2 separate regions of the Macaca mulatta genome follow, and region 2 is linked to region 1. Evidence: chromatin contacts called from public Micro-C data. All regions are on one chromosome and are shown on one strand. Each heading gives the region's core, a stretch centred on a gene start, on an enhancer-like site or on the middle of the called end of the contact. The rest is flanking DNA. Distances are from core to core; before and after follow the strand shown. Region 1 has its middle 40 kb from the start of LMOD3. Region 2 overlaps FRMD4B (FERM domain containing 4B).

Evidence for each region. Hi-C and Micro-C count contacts between places; a contact is called where the count stands out from the background.
Region 2: a Micro-C map of CD4 T cells shows a contact between it and region 1, with 6 times the contacts expected there. The contact joins two enhancer-like sites. A contact is called at or near these places in 5 of 14 Hi-C or Micro-C datasets (CD4 T cells, blood, fetal cortex germinal zone and 2 more).

The regions. Positions count from the first base shown.
Region 1 is chr2:132,718,601-132,724,924 of T2T-MMU8v2.0, reverse strand. No RefSeq gene overlaps it. Among named protein-coding and RNA genes, the nearest start is that of LMOD3, 40 kb to the right of the region's middle. Within about 2 kb of position 4,439, at least 12 of the 40 cell types and tissues checked have an H3K27ac peak or open chromatin away from gene starts, as enhancers often do. A contact at or near this core is called in CD4 T cells, where this site is marked.
Region 2 is chr2:132,862,913-132,869,460 of T2T-MMU8v2.0, reverse strand. FRMD4B (FERM domain containing 4B) reads left to right here. Exons shown (of 23, transcript XM_015130422.3): 3 at 1-38. Among named protein-coding and RNA genes, the nearest start is that of FRMD4B, 71 kb to the left of the region's middle. Within about 2 kb of position 4,695, at least 5 of the 40 cell types and tissues checked have an H3K27ac peak or open chromatin away from gene starts, as enhancers often do. A contact at or near this core is called in CD4 T cells, where this site is marked.

The DNA of each region.
Region 1 (6,324 bases), core at 3,190-5,689:
CAATAGGGGAGAAAAAGAAGTAACCTCTCTCAGTAAGCTAACATGGCAATCCTATGAAAGCCAAGCGTGGTGAGAGGGGTGGGAGCTATAGCTGACACCGGAGGGACACAATGGGCCCCTTCAGAAAAGTGATGTTTAAACTTAGACTTGAGGATTGGTAAGAGAAGATACAATTAAGCAAACAGAATAGAAGCTCTCTAGGGTTTAAGAGAATGACATATAACGTTCGCCAAGGCTGTAAAGCCAGGATAAGCTTGGCCAGTTTTAGAAACTAAAAGAATATGAAGACAGATTATGCCAGGATTAAAGAAATCTACCAAGGTAAGAAGAAAGCGAGCTGCCATTTTTGGCCTCTCACCATAAACAGTGGGTTACAGGCATACATTACCGCCTCATTCTCCCTACAACTGTGCAAGAAAAATGGTCTTATCCCCAGATGAGGATATGAAAAGGGAGGTTCAGAAAGTTTAATATTCCTTTGGTTCCATGACCAAACAGTAAGTGGTAAAGCTAAAATTCAAACCTACATCTGTTTGACTCCACATCTCATGTTACTTTATTTTATTTTATTTATTTCATTTTATTTTATTTTATTGAGACAGAGTCTTGCTCTGTTGCCCAGGCTGGAGTGCAATGGCACAATGTCTGCTCAATGCAACTTCTGCCTCCTGGGTTCAAGCAATTCTTCTGCCTCAGCCTCCCTAGTAGCTGGGATTACAGGCACCCGCCACCATGCCCAGCTAATTTTTGTATTTTTAGTAGAGATGGGGTTTCACCATGTTGGCCAGACTGGTCTCAAACTCCTGAACTTGTGATCTGCCCACCTCAGCCTCCCAAAGTGCTGGGATTACAGGCATGAGCCACCACACCTGGCCATCATGTTCTTTATTAACCATGACATTATAAAAATGCAATTGCTCACCAGGTGCAGTGGCTCATGCCTGTAATCCCAGCACTTGGGGAGGCCAAGGTAGGAGAATTGCTTGAGCCCAGAAGTTTGAGCCCAGCCCCGGCAACATAGTGAGACCCCCTCTATGGAAAAAAATAAAAACTGAGCCAGGTATGTGATGCGCACCCGTAGTTTCAGCTGTTTGGGAGGCTGAATTGGGAGATCATTTGAGCCTAAGAGGGCAGGGATGCAGTAAGCCCTGATCATGCCTCTGCACGCCAGCCTGAGTGACAGAGCAAATCCCCATCTCCAAAACAAAACAAAAGAAGCAGTTGCTCAACAACCACCTCTCTTAAATGGAAATCAATGAAAATGAAAAGGGAAGGGAAGAAACAACCAAAGTAGGCCTGGGGAGGAAGAAAGAGGGAAGGTCAAAGCGAAGGTTGGAAATCAGATCAGCAGGGTGAAAATAACCAGGGGGAGAAAAAACAGCCTAGGGTAGCCTGCATTTCATGGATTTTCAAGCTGTTCAATTGCAACACTCCTGATCAGGGCATGGCTTGAAGATATTCCTGATGTGGGGCCCATTAACACTGACTGGGTTGGAATTACCTGTGCAGACAGGCTGGAGGAAAGGAGCAGTGGTGTTTGTTTAAGAAATGTACTTGGAAGACATGAGATGTGGTTAACTAGAGGGGCATCACAGCAGCTAACCTCTTCTTCCCAACACACACAGAACTTCACCAGAGAAACCATTCTCTATGTGACCCTCCTCATTTTCAGAAGAAAATGGCCTTAGAAGAAGATCAGGGCTGGGTACAGTGGCCCAAGCCTGTAATTCCAACACTTTGGGAGGCCAAGGCAGGAAGATCACTTGAGGCCAGGAGTTTGAGACCAGCCTGGGCACTATAGCAAGGTCCTGTCTCTACAAAATAATGAAAAGGAGTTGGGTGTGGTGGCATGCCCCTGTAGTCTAAACTACTCCGGAGGCTGAGATGGGAGGATCACTAGAGACCAGGGGTTCAAGTTTACAGTGAGCTATGATCACGCCATTGCACTCCAGCCTCGGTGACAAAGTAAAACCCTGTCTCCAAAAAGAAAAAAGAGAAGATTAAGGATTGGAAAGCAATGATGAGAAAGATCTCATCAAGATACTGACAACTGGTCGGGCACAGTGGCTCATGCCTGTGATCCCAGCACTTTGGGAGGCCGAGGTGGGCGGATCACAAGGTCAGGAGATAGAGACCATCCTGGCTAACACGGTGAAACCCCGTCTCTACGAAAAAAAAAAAAAATACACAAAATTAGCTGGGCATGGTGTTGGATGCCTGTAGTCCCAGCTACTTGGGAGGCTGAGGCAGGAGAATGGCATGAATCTGGGAGGCGGAGCTTGCAGTGAGCCGAGATCGCGCCACTGTACTCCAGCCTGGGCAACAGAGCAAGATTCCATCTTAAAAAAAAAAAAAGAAAAGAAAAAAAGAAAGAATACTGACAGTCCAATACTGCGAAGGGCATTTCCAGAAGCCCTTCAATTATCATAGAAGAAGCCTCCCAGGGACTTGATAGTGGGTGTCTAAGCAGACACCCCCATCTTTATAAAGTAGTGGTTAAATATGTAGGCTTTGAAGTCATGCAGACCTGGAGACAGACTGCTGTGCTTTGAATATTTCCTGGCCTTGGTACTGGCTGGTTATATGAACTACGGGAAGTTTCCTGACTTCCCTGGGCCTCAGTTTCCTCTCTAGTACATATCTCACAAGGACATTGTGTGGGCTGAACAAGATAAGGCACGTAACCAGCTCAGCATAACATCAAGTCTCTAGAATGTACTCATAATATAAACTATTTTCTGAGGGAGAAAAGGCAGAAGATGTTGAATATTAAGATAATGTTTGGAGGATTTGCACTGCCTTAGTTTAAACACTGAAATGACAGCACTAAACTAACTCATCGTTGAGGGCTGATTCATGTCTCAGGCACTGTTGTAGGTACTGGGAACACTTTTTTTCCTATTTATTTATTTATTTATTTATGTTTATTTTATTTTATTTATTTTTTTGAGACGGAGGCTTGCTCTGTTGCCCAGGCTGGAGTGCAGTAGCACGATCTCGGCTCACCGCAACTTCTGCCTCTCGGGTTCAAGTGATTCTCCCACCTCAGCCTCCCGAGTAGCTGGGATTACAGGCATGCACCACCATACCTGGCTAATTTTTGTATTTTTAGTAGTGATGGGGTCTCATCACGTTGGCCAGGTTTGTCTCAAACTCCTGGCCTTAAGTGATCCTCCCACCTCGGCCTCCCAAAGTGTTGTGATTACAGGCTTGAGCCACCATACCCACCACTTTTTTTTTTATTTAATCTTCACAGCAAGTTTGTAATTATTAATTCCAAGCAGAAGCTCAGAAAGGTTAAGTAGTTTGCCCAAGTTACATAGCTAGAAGGTACCCAGGCCTGGATCCCAATTCACAAATGTATAAAAGAGAAACTTTGAAAAGCATGAATTTGTTCCACTCTGGAGTCCATTGTTCAGGGAGGTTGCATGCAGGTCTCACCTGAGGAATCAGACTGATCAAGGTGTTTGCCTAACAGTTCAGCTACAGCTCTTCTGCATGGTCAGGACTAGGACAAGCACTTGCGACATCCTAGGACAGCCCTGCTGCTGCCTCAAAGACAGGTCCCTACCTTTTCTATGTTCATACGAATGCAAACAAGCCAGCCAGTAGGATGGTCAGATTTAACAAATGCAAATACAGGAGGCCAGTTAAATTTGAAAAATAGCTCTAACCACCAAATTTTTGTAATTTAATTTTTTAAAAAGCTGAATATAGGACATTTAAGGCATCCTGGAAAAAAATCCATATAAGACACCAAACAAAATAATTAAAACAGGACATGTCCTGTAGATACAAGACACCTGGGAAACCTGCTTGCCACCCCCCTGCTCAGAAGCAAGTAGGACAATAATAGATGTTTGAGAAACCCCAAACCCTTGATTGTAGGCTAAGCAAATCGGTGTCATATCCTTCCCATCCACAGAGAAGTCGGCCCTGCTCAATCCCAGAGCCTTTTTTCAGACTGAAAACCTTCTAGGATAGGCCCAGTGTGGTTTGTAATCATGCACAGAATATATAGAAACTCCCCTGGAAGAACACGCCTGAGAAAACCTTTTCTTTCTTCTTTGTCTTTATTTAGAAATGTGTTACAATTTTGGCTAACTGGGCACAGTTTTAAAGGTTCTTAAAACAAACATTTGGGTTCCATCATATCTACATAACATTGGTCAAGAATCCATCCATCCATCAAATCTATTTGCAGCCAATCAAAATCTCAGTCCTTTAGAACTGTGTCAAAATCCGGCAATCAACCTGTAGCCAAGGAGCTGAATATTCACAGAGAAAATCACATAAGCAAGCGGATCTATTTTTAGAGTCATGATCACCATCTCACACGGACACTCAACGCTGCTATATTTCTCATAAATATGCACTCCCATGTTACACAAGTATCTGAGAAAACCTTTTCTAAAAGTAGTTTTCTCTGGCCTAGCATTCTGGAGCTTGGTCAATGAGGACATCTAGAGGCCTGTCTGGGTTAATGCAGGCAGGAGTTGCTCAGTCTGAATTCACACTTCAACTCAACACGAGGTATACAAACAAGTTTCGGCAGCCCTGCAGAAAAAAACAAACAAAACTTAATTTCTAATGCCCAACAACTCCATTTACTAGCTATTTCTTCTAGGGGAAGTAGCTTAAATTTTAAAAAATACCACTTTTTATAAAATGGAAATAATTGTAACAATCTCATAGAATTTTAAGGATTCAATAAAATGATGTACTTCAGGAGCTTAGCACAGTGCCTGGGACAAAGTGAGCCCTTATAAGTGTTTGTTGTCCTTATTGTTTCTAATGGGATACTACAAAGAAATGGAATATAAGAGAGTTAATAACATTTAACATTGTTTAATTTAAATATTAATTAAATTAAATACAAACATTAAATATTAATAATACTTAACAGTCATTGAGTGCTAAGGCCAGGCTTAGGGTTAAATGAGTGAGGTACCTGCTCACGTGCAAATTTTGAGAGTGCACCCACAAACCTGGTTGACAAGATAAATAATATTTCAATGCAATCTTTTGAAAAACTCCAACTTCATGCAATTTTTTTTCCCATGATTAAAAAAATGTTAACCCAGCACAGTAGCTCACACCTGTAATCCCAGCACTTTGGGAGGCTGAGGTGAGTGAATTGCTTGAGTCTAGGAGTTTGAGATCAGCCTGGGCAACATGGTGAAACCCCATCTCTACAAAAAAACACAAAATTTAGCTGGGCATGGTGATGTACGCATATGATCCCAGCTACTCAGGATGCTGGTGGGAGGATCACTTGAGCCTGAGAGGTTGAGGCTGCAGTCAGCCAAAATCATGCCACTGCACTCCAACCTGGGTGATAGAGCCAGACCTTGTCTTAAAAATAAATAAAATCGAAAAAAGTCAAAATTTTATATAAATACGAGCTTAGTATCACTGATTTTTTCATTTGGCTTCAGACGCCAATATGACTCAGAACTGCACTGCACTGAGTTAACCCTTCATCTTAAATAACCAGAGGCGACATCTTTCTCCCATCTGTAAAATAGACGCCCGTTTTACAGATGGGAGGGAGAAAGGAAGCCTGGAGGAACTGCTCATACATACTGCCCAAGGTCACATGATCAAGTCGAAATCAAGCCCAAATCAGAATGATTCTAAAGCTCATTCTTTCCCCCTTCTCTCTCACACAAACCTCTCCTTCATCATGTGACTCAGGCTACAGTTTTTCTATTCCAGGGTATAATTTTACCAGTGCTGTATTTAGATTTGCCAGGTGAGCAGATACAAATTTAAAATGCCCAGTTAATGTGAAGCTGTGCTGGCGATGACTTTTTCCCTGAATTAAATGTTAGAAAGATATTGTCTTACTGCATTCTCCATTCCCTTTGTTGTAGAGCGTTCTCTGAACCATCAACCACAAAGTCATAGTTGGATCTGATTTTTGACCTGACATCAAATCCTGCCTTTGTGGTTAACAGACTATCTAAGGCTTAGCTACGTTACTGAGGTGGACCTATCAATAAGCCATATATAATAGTGTTTTTCACCATGTTATATGTAATAACACAGTGGTCAGTCTGCATAATCCAGAGATTTAACTGACGAAGTAGCTTTCCTTCCGTAGTTTAAAACATTTAGGCACGGGCCGGGCATGATGGCTCATGCCTGTAATCCCAGCACTATGGGAGGCCGAGGTGGGCAGATCTCCTGAGGTCGGGAGTTCGAGACCAGCCTGACCAACATGGGGAAACCCCATCTCTACTAAAAATACAAAATTAGTCGGGCGTGGTGGCACATGCCTGTAATCCCAGCTACTTGGGAGGCTGAGGCAGGAGAATTTCT
Region 2 (6,548 bases), core at 3,446-5,945, 140 kb before region 1:
GAAAAGGAGTATTTTGGAATAACATTCATAGATGACACGTAAGTCTTTTAATAGTTTTAGATGCTTTACCGTTTGCCTGGGCTACCTACTTGCTGTCATCCATGATTAACAAAAAAGGAAATAAGTCCTCCGGGATTCAGAATGTGTCCTGCTTAGCTAAAGGTTTTTTAATATGCGATTTTTCTCCTAGGACTATTGCAAAGGGAGAAGAAAAGGGATACGGACCATTTTAGGAACTCAAAATATTGTTTAAGTGTTTTAGAAATTTGTAGTAGTGAGTTTGTTATTCCTGATTCCAGTGTAGCTTCTCATGTCTTTGAATGTGATTGTGCTTGCTAATTATCTTATATATCAGTGATAGAAATACTAAATATTAACTCACATCTTGAAACTGAGTTGATGTGTTGGTGTTGGTGGCAAGAGAGCTTAAAGGCAAATTTGTGGCCCACTCAAAAAACATGTATATAGTTTAATACGGAAGGAACTTTTAAACTACCACGTAGGTCCATTTTATGTTGCCTTCTCAACTATCTTTTTCTTTTTTTCCTTTTGCCTTTTATGCTAAGTTGTTGAATGTTGTATGTATTTGTCAACAATATATATGCTCCCCCAAAACAAAGCAGGTAAATAAAAATAAAATTCATGGGGATTTAACACTAAGCAAATGTGTTTGGACTTACTAGCTCTTTTCTCTGTGTGTGTGTGTGTGTGTGTGTGTGTGTGTGTCGTGTGTGTGTGTGTGTGTATCTGTCTGTCTTTTTTATGGCAGCCCAATTTGCCACATTATATGCAGCCCAATACATTATCAGAGGAATCCTTCCTCTTTCTGCAGATAATTTCCAAAGAGCTCCTTAAATATTAAAATGCAAGAAAATGTGTTCCAGACATAAAATATGTTGGCCAACCACCCAGCATTCTTTTCATAATGCTGCCAATTTAAATGTTTTTCAGTTCTTCAGTTTAATCAGGTGGAAAATCATCTCAAGAAAGAGTTAATTTGCTTGTAACATCTTGTGGCTTCTGATCATTCTCAGCCTGCGTGGGCTGTGAGCCTAGGACCTCCAGGATATGCCAGCAGGCTCAGGACTTGCGCTGGGCAAAAACCAGGCAGCTGAGTTATCAGGAGGAGTAGAAAAACCTGAAAACTTTGATTCTGGACTGAGGATATTTCCCAAAGAGGACTCGACAAGGCAGAAGAGAGTACACTAGACATCTCTCACCTCACTCTGAATCACGCAGCAGCTACCATTTGAGAGGCTCTGTATGACCTGTCCTCTACTGGATGAAATGGGAAATGCCGACGTCCATAGCCAGCATCAACTCCTGCGAATCAGCGATTGAACATGCACAAATGTAGGCCGACTCCAAATGTGGATGAAATCATAGCAAACAGTATAAGGCATAAAGCCATAAATATACAATGGCTAGGTTATGTGGTATAAATTGTAACTGCTATAAGGACTATAATTTAGGCAGAGGTCACATAGAATAGGGGTTAACAACATGAATATTGGAGTAATTTATTCATTGAAAAAATAATGGCTGGGTGCGATAGTTCACACTTACAATCCCGTACTTTGGAGGGCCGAGATGGGCAGATCCCTTGAGTCCAGGAGTTTCAGAGCCACCTAGGCAATATAGGGAGACCCTATCTCTACAAAAATAAAAATTAAAAAAAATCAGCCAGGCATGGTGACACACATCTGTAGTCCCAGCTACTCGGGAGGCTGAAGTGGGAGGACAACTTGAGCCCAGGAGGTGGAGGCTGCAGTGAGCTATAACAATGGCGCTACTGCCGTCCAGCCTGGGTGACAGAGTAAGACGTTGTCTCAAATATATATATATTTACATTAAGAGTGGCTCACACCTGTAATCCCAGCACTTTGGGAGACCGAGGGAGGGAGTATTACATGAGGCCAGGAGTTCAAGACCAGCCTAGACAACATAATGAGACCCCATCCCTACCAAAAAAAAAAAAAATTAAAAATCAGCCAGGTGTGGTGATGTACAACTCTAGTCCTAGACACTTAGGAGACTGAGGCTGAGGTGGGAGGACTGCGTGAGCCTAGGGGTTCAAGGGTACAGTGAGCTTATGATCACGCCTCTGCACACCTGCCGAGGCAACAGAGCAAGACCCCATCTCTAAAAATAGAAAATAAAATAGTTTTTGAATGCCCGCTCAATGCCAGGTGTTGCTCTAGATCACAAGGATTCAGCTAGGAGTAACACAGACAAGGCCCCTGCTTTTATGGAGCTCATATTGCAATGGTATAGTCTAGCATAACAAGTAAACAAACAGATAAATCAAAGGAATATCAGCAAGTATAATTGCACTGAAGAACATAAAAGGCCATGACCAAGAAAACTTGAGGTCAGTTTTAGACAGGGTGGACTAGGACAGGATCTAGGAGGTGACATGTAGTGAAAAGCAAGAGCCAGTTGTGCAAAAATTTGGGGAGGCATTACAAACAAAAACCAGTGCAAAACTCCTGAGGTGGGGCTGAGCATGACTTTTGTGATTTGTTTTTTGAGAAAGAAAAAACAAGGCTGGGCACAGTGGCTCACATCTCTAATCCCAGCACTTTGGGAGGCTGAGGCAGTCAGACCAACTTGAGCCTAGGAATTCCAGACCAGCCTGGGCAACATGGTGAAACCCCATCTCTACTAAAAATACAAAAAAAAAAAAAAAAAGTAAGGGGGCATGGTGGTACACACCTGTAGTCCCAGCTCCCCGGGAGGCTTAGGTGGGAGGATTGCGTGAGCCCAAAAAGTGGAGGTTGCAGTGAGCCATGATCTCACCACTGCACTTCAGCCCAAGCGACAGAGCGAGATCCTGTCCTAAACAAAAACAAAGCCAGTGTGATGAGAGTACAGAGATTAAGAGGCAAAGTGGTACAGGATGAGGGTTGAGAGGGAGGCAGGAGCAGGTATCAGACAATCTTGATAGCTAGCTGTGTGACCTTAGATCAGTTACTTAACATCTCTTGACACTCAAGTTTTCTCATCTGTATGCTGGACATAATAATAGTGACTTATATAGTATGTACTACATAAGGCACCTATAATACGGTACTAGTATTCAATACTATTAAATCAGGTGAGGTATGCAGAGTATATCTCACAGGCCCACAATAAAAGGGAGCTATCGTCCCAATGTATTGCAATAAGGGAGTGTTGAGAAGGAAACTGAAGGAGGACTGGAGTAGGCGTCACACAGACGACTAACTAAAATTGGATCTTGCAGGTCAGGTAGACTTTAAATAGATGGGAGGGGAGATGGGAGGTGACATTCTAGGCAAGAGTTATTTTGTGGGCAAATGAATGAACATGGCAACGAACAAGGTACATTTGCCCAAGGTTGAAGACGTTGGCATGATCATGGGGACAAGATCATAGGTGAGCCTTGTTAGTCACACAGATAGAGGAGGCACATCCAGGCCATGGAAGGATGTTATAGGGAGGAGGAATGTGGCTTTTGACTTGCAGTGTCAGAGGTCCCTCAGGCTGCAATGTTTGTGGCAGACTGGAAAAGAGGGTCCTGGCCACATGGGAGGCTTCGGGAAAAGCTCCAAGCTCAGTGGAATATAAACCAGACAGTGCATAAGTAAGGGGTTCAGACTGTAAGACTTTCTCTTCAGAAAGAAAAGAAATAATAGGCCAGGTGTGGTGGCTCACACCTGTAATCTCAACACTTTGGAGGCCGAAGTGGGTGGATCACCTGAGGTCAGGAGTTTGAGACCAGCCTGGGCAACACAGCAAAACCCCATCTGTACTAAAAATACAAAAATTAGCTGGGCGTGGTGGCGGGCGCCTGTAATCCCAGCTACTCAGGCACCTGAGGCACGAGGATCACTTGAACCCGGGAGGTGGAGGTTGCAGTGAACCGAGACTGTGCCACTCCAGCCTGGGTGACAAAGCGAGACTCTGTCCAAAAATAAAAAAGAAAAGGAATAATAGGAATGACTTCCTTCAATTATTTGGGCCACCCTTCTCGTTGTCTGCTCTGAGATTTCTTTCTCAAAACTACGCTGGGAGAAGAATGGCTCACACAGCCTTTGGCTGAGCCAAAGGAGATAACTATAGTTATGTTCTTTCCAAGAACCCTGGCTCCAAAATGTCCTCTGTGCACTCCCCTGCAAGCGAAGGCAGAGTCTCTTTCTGAATTATGACCAGTTTGGGGAGGTGTCTCCTGGCTCTAGTCATGTTTATTTTCAGAAGAAGTATGAGCGGGGCTGTTGAGGGGGTGGAAATTGGCCATTTCTACCTTTCTGGGGAGCGGGCCTGGAAAATTGCTGATGTCTAAGGGTGTCTCCTTGGAATGTCTTGGTCACAAGCCTAGTGCTTTTTCTTTGTCTGGTAAATATTTTTGGAAAGTATTTTCTTTCAGCACTTCCCTCCTGCCTCCCTTCGCCCCCGTAAAACCACTGAGTGAGGGCCCTCCCAGGATGCCGTCTGAGTTGCATTTTCCAGCCTAGATGCCACAAGCGTCTTTTGCCTTTGGTGAACTTTAAATAGAGGAAGGCAAAGCTGAAAGGAACATTTTGTCAATGAAAGTAGCTACTGTCTACAACTCATCCACAGACCAAGAGGAGAAACGGAAAAATAGATGGCAATTACATAATAAAAGCAGTGATGATGACCGACAACAGATTCAAGGTCACGTTATAGGGAGAGGGATAGAGTTTCTGAGATTACGCTTGTTAGTGCCTTGCGCAGCTCTGTGTGCAGAGTGAGTCTTTCACCCCTAGAGGGCAGTCACGGCCCTCCTGAGGCACCAGCCCTTCAGGTCACCATAATGGTTCCATCTCTTCACCCATTTCATTTTTTGTTTTGCCTTCTCATGTTTTGAAAGGCTTTGCTAAATAAGCTTTGTTAACCAAGAAATAACAAATGGACTTCACAACACAACTGTGACTTTTGATCACTGTCCCTTCCAATGGGACTGTGACAATGGGCCTTCTGTTGATATAATTCTAGCCAAAAATAAAACTTGCTTTGTGGTTGGTCTGCACTCCTGATAGGGGTGGATATGGCTGTCTTTTTAAGATATTGGTTAGGTCTATTATATTTACTGATGGGAAAACCTGACAAAAGCAAGTTATAAGCAATAAGTAACCTTGATTACATTTCAGTAGTAGAATTATGGGCATTTAAAAAAAAAATTCTTCTAGACTTTTTCCTCTTGATGAGATTGTGGGTAGATTTGTTTTTTAAATCTAATTTGTAATTTATCCTTTTAAAAAACTATTTCATATTATATATGCATGAATATCTTCTTTAATGTCATGGTTGAGTCCAGTCCCTTTTGATTACCTTCCCACTGCAACTGTAGTTTCTTCCACAGAGGTAACCAGTACTAGCAAGTTGCTGTGTGACTCTCCAGAAATATATCTAAAAATGTTCATCAATATTTAATAGTGTTTTGAGCATGCATCTGTGGTTAACATAATTGGTTTATGCTGTATGTGTTATTGTACAACTTGCTTCATTCTTTCATAGACACCATTCCATGCAAGTTCATACAAATATACATTATGCTTTCAATTTCTTTTTAGAGACAGGGTCTCACTCTGTTTCCCAGGCTGGAGTGCAGTGGCATGATCATAGCTCACTGCAGCCTTGAACTCCTGGGCTCCAGTGATCCTCCTGCCTTAACCTCCTGAAATGCTGAGATTACAGGTGTGAGCCACCATGTCTAGCCTGTTATGCTTTTAAAATCATACATCTTTCCTAAGAAAACTTTTGAGATCTGATACTATAAAATATGTTATATATTTTAAGACACACATTTGACCATCTGTGAAACTGGGATGTGTCTTTAAATCAGTGGCATCCTAAACTTGATGAAATATAGTGTAAGACTCTCTTAATGTCAGTCTCCTATCTTATTATGTTTTACACACAAGTGCAGTAGTTCTAAGGACCTCCCCTTGTGTTACTTAATCAGCTTATTTATCTTTATAATATTCCTGCAAGGAAAGCTGGGAACAGGTATCAAAAGCCTTGTCTTGTAACTATGGAAACAAAGACACACTCTTTCCAGCGTTTAACCGGCTAAGTATCAGAGACTGAGTCAGAAGTCATTATAAAAGCTGATTCAGCCGGGCGCGGTGGCTCAAGCCTATAATCCCAGCACTTTGGGAGGCCGAGGTGGGCAGATCACGAGGTCAGGAGATCGAGACCATCCTGGCTAACACGGTGAAGCCCCGTCTCTACTAAAAATACAAAAAAAAAAAAGAAATTAGCCAGGCGTGGTGGCAGGTGCCTGTAGTCCCAGCTACTCGGGAAGCTGAGGCAGGAGAATGGCGTGAACCCAGGAAGCGGAGCTTGCAGTGAGCCGAGATCGCACCACTGCACTCCAGCCTAGGCAACAGAGCGAGAATCCGTCTCAAAAAAATATAAATAAATAAATAAATAAATAAATAAATAAATAAATAAAATAAAAGCTGATTCAACCCTCTGGTCTCATTTTCTCCAGTACTGAAAGTCCTGGGTACTTTTATATACAAGTCCACTGGGTGGGGTGGCGGGGAGTAGGGAGGAAGAAA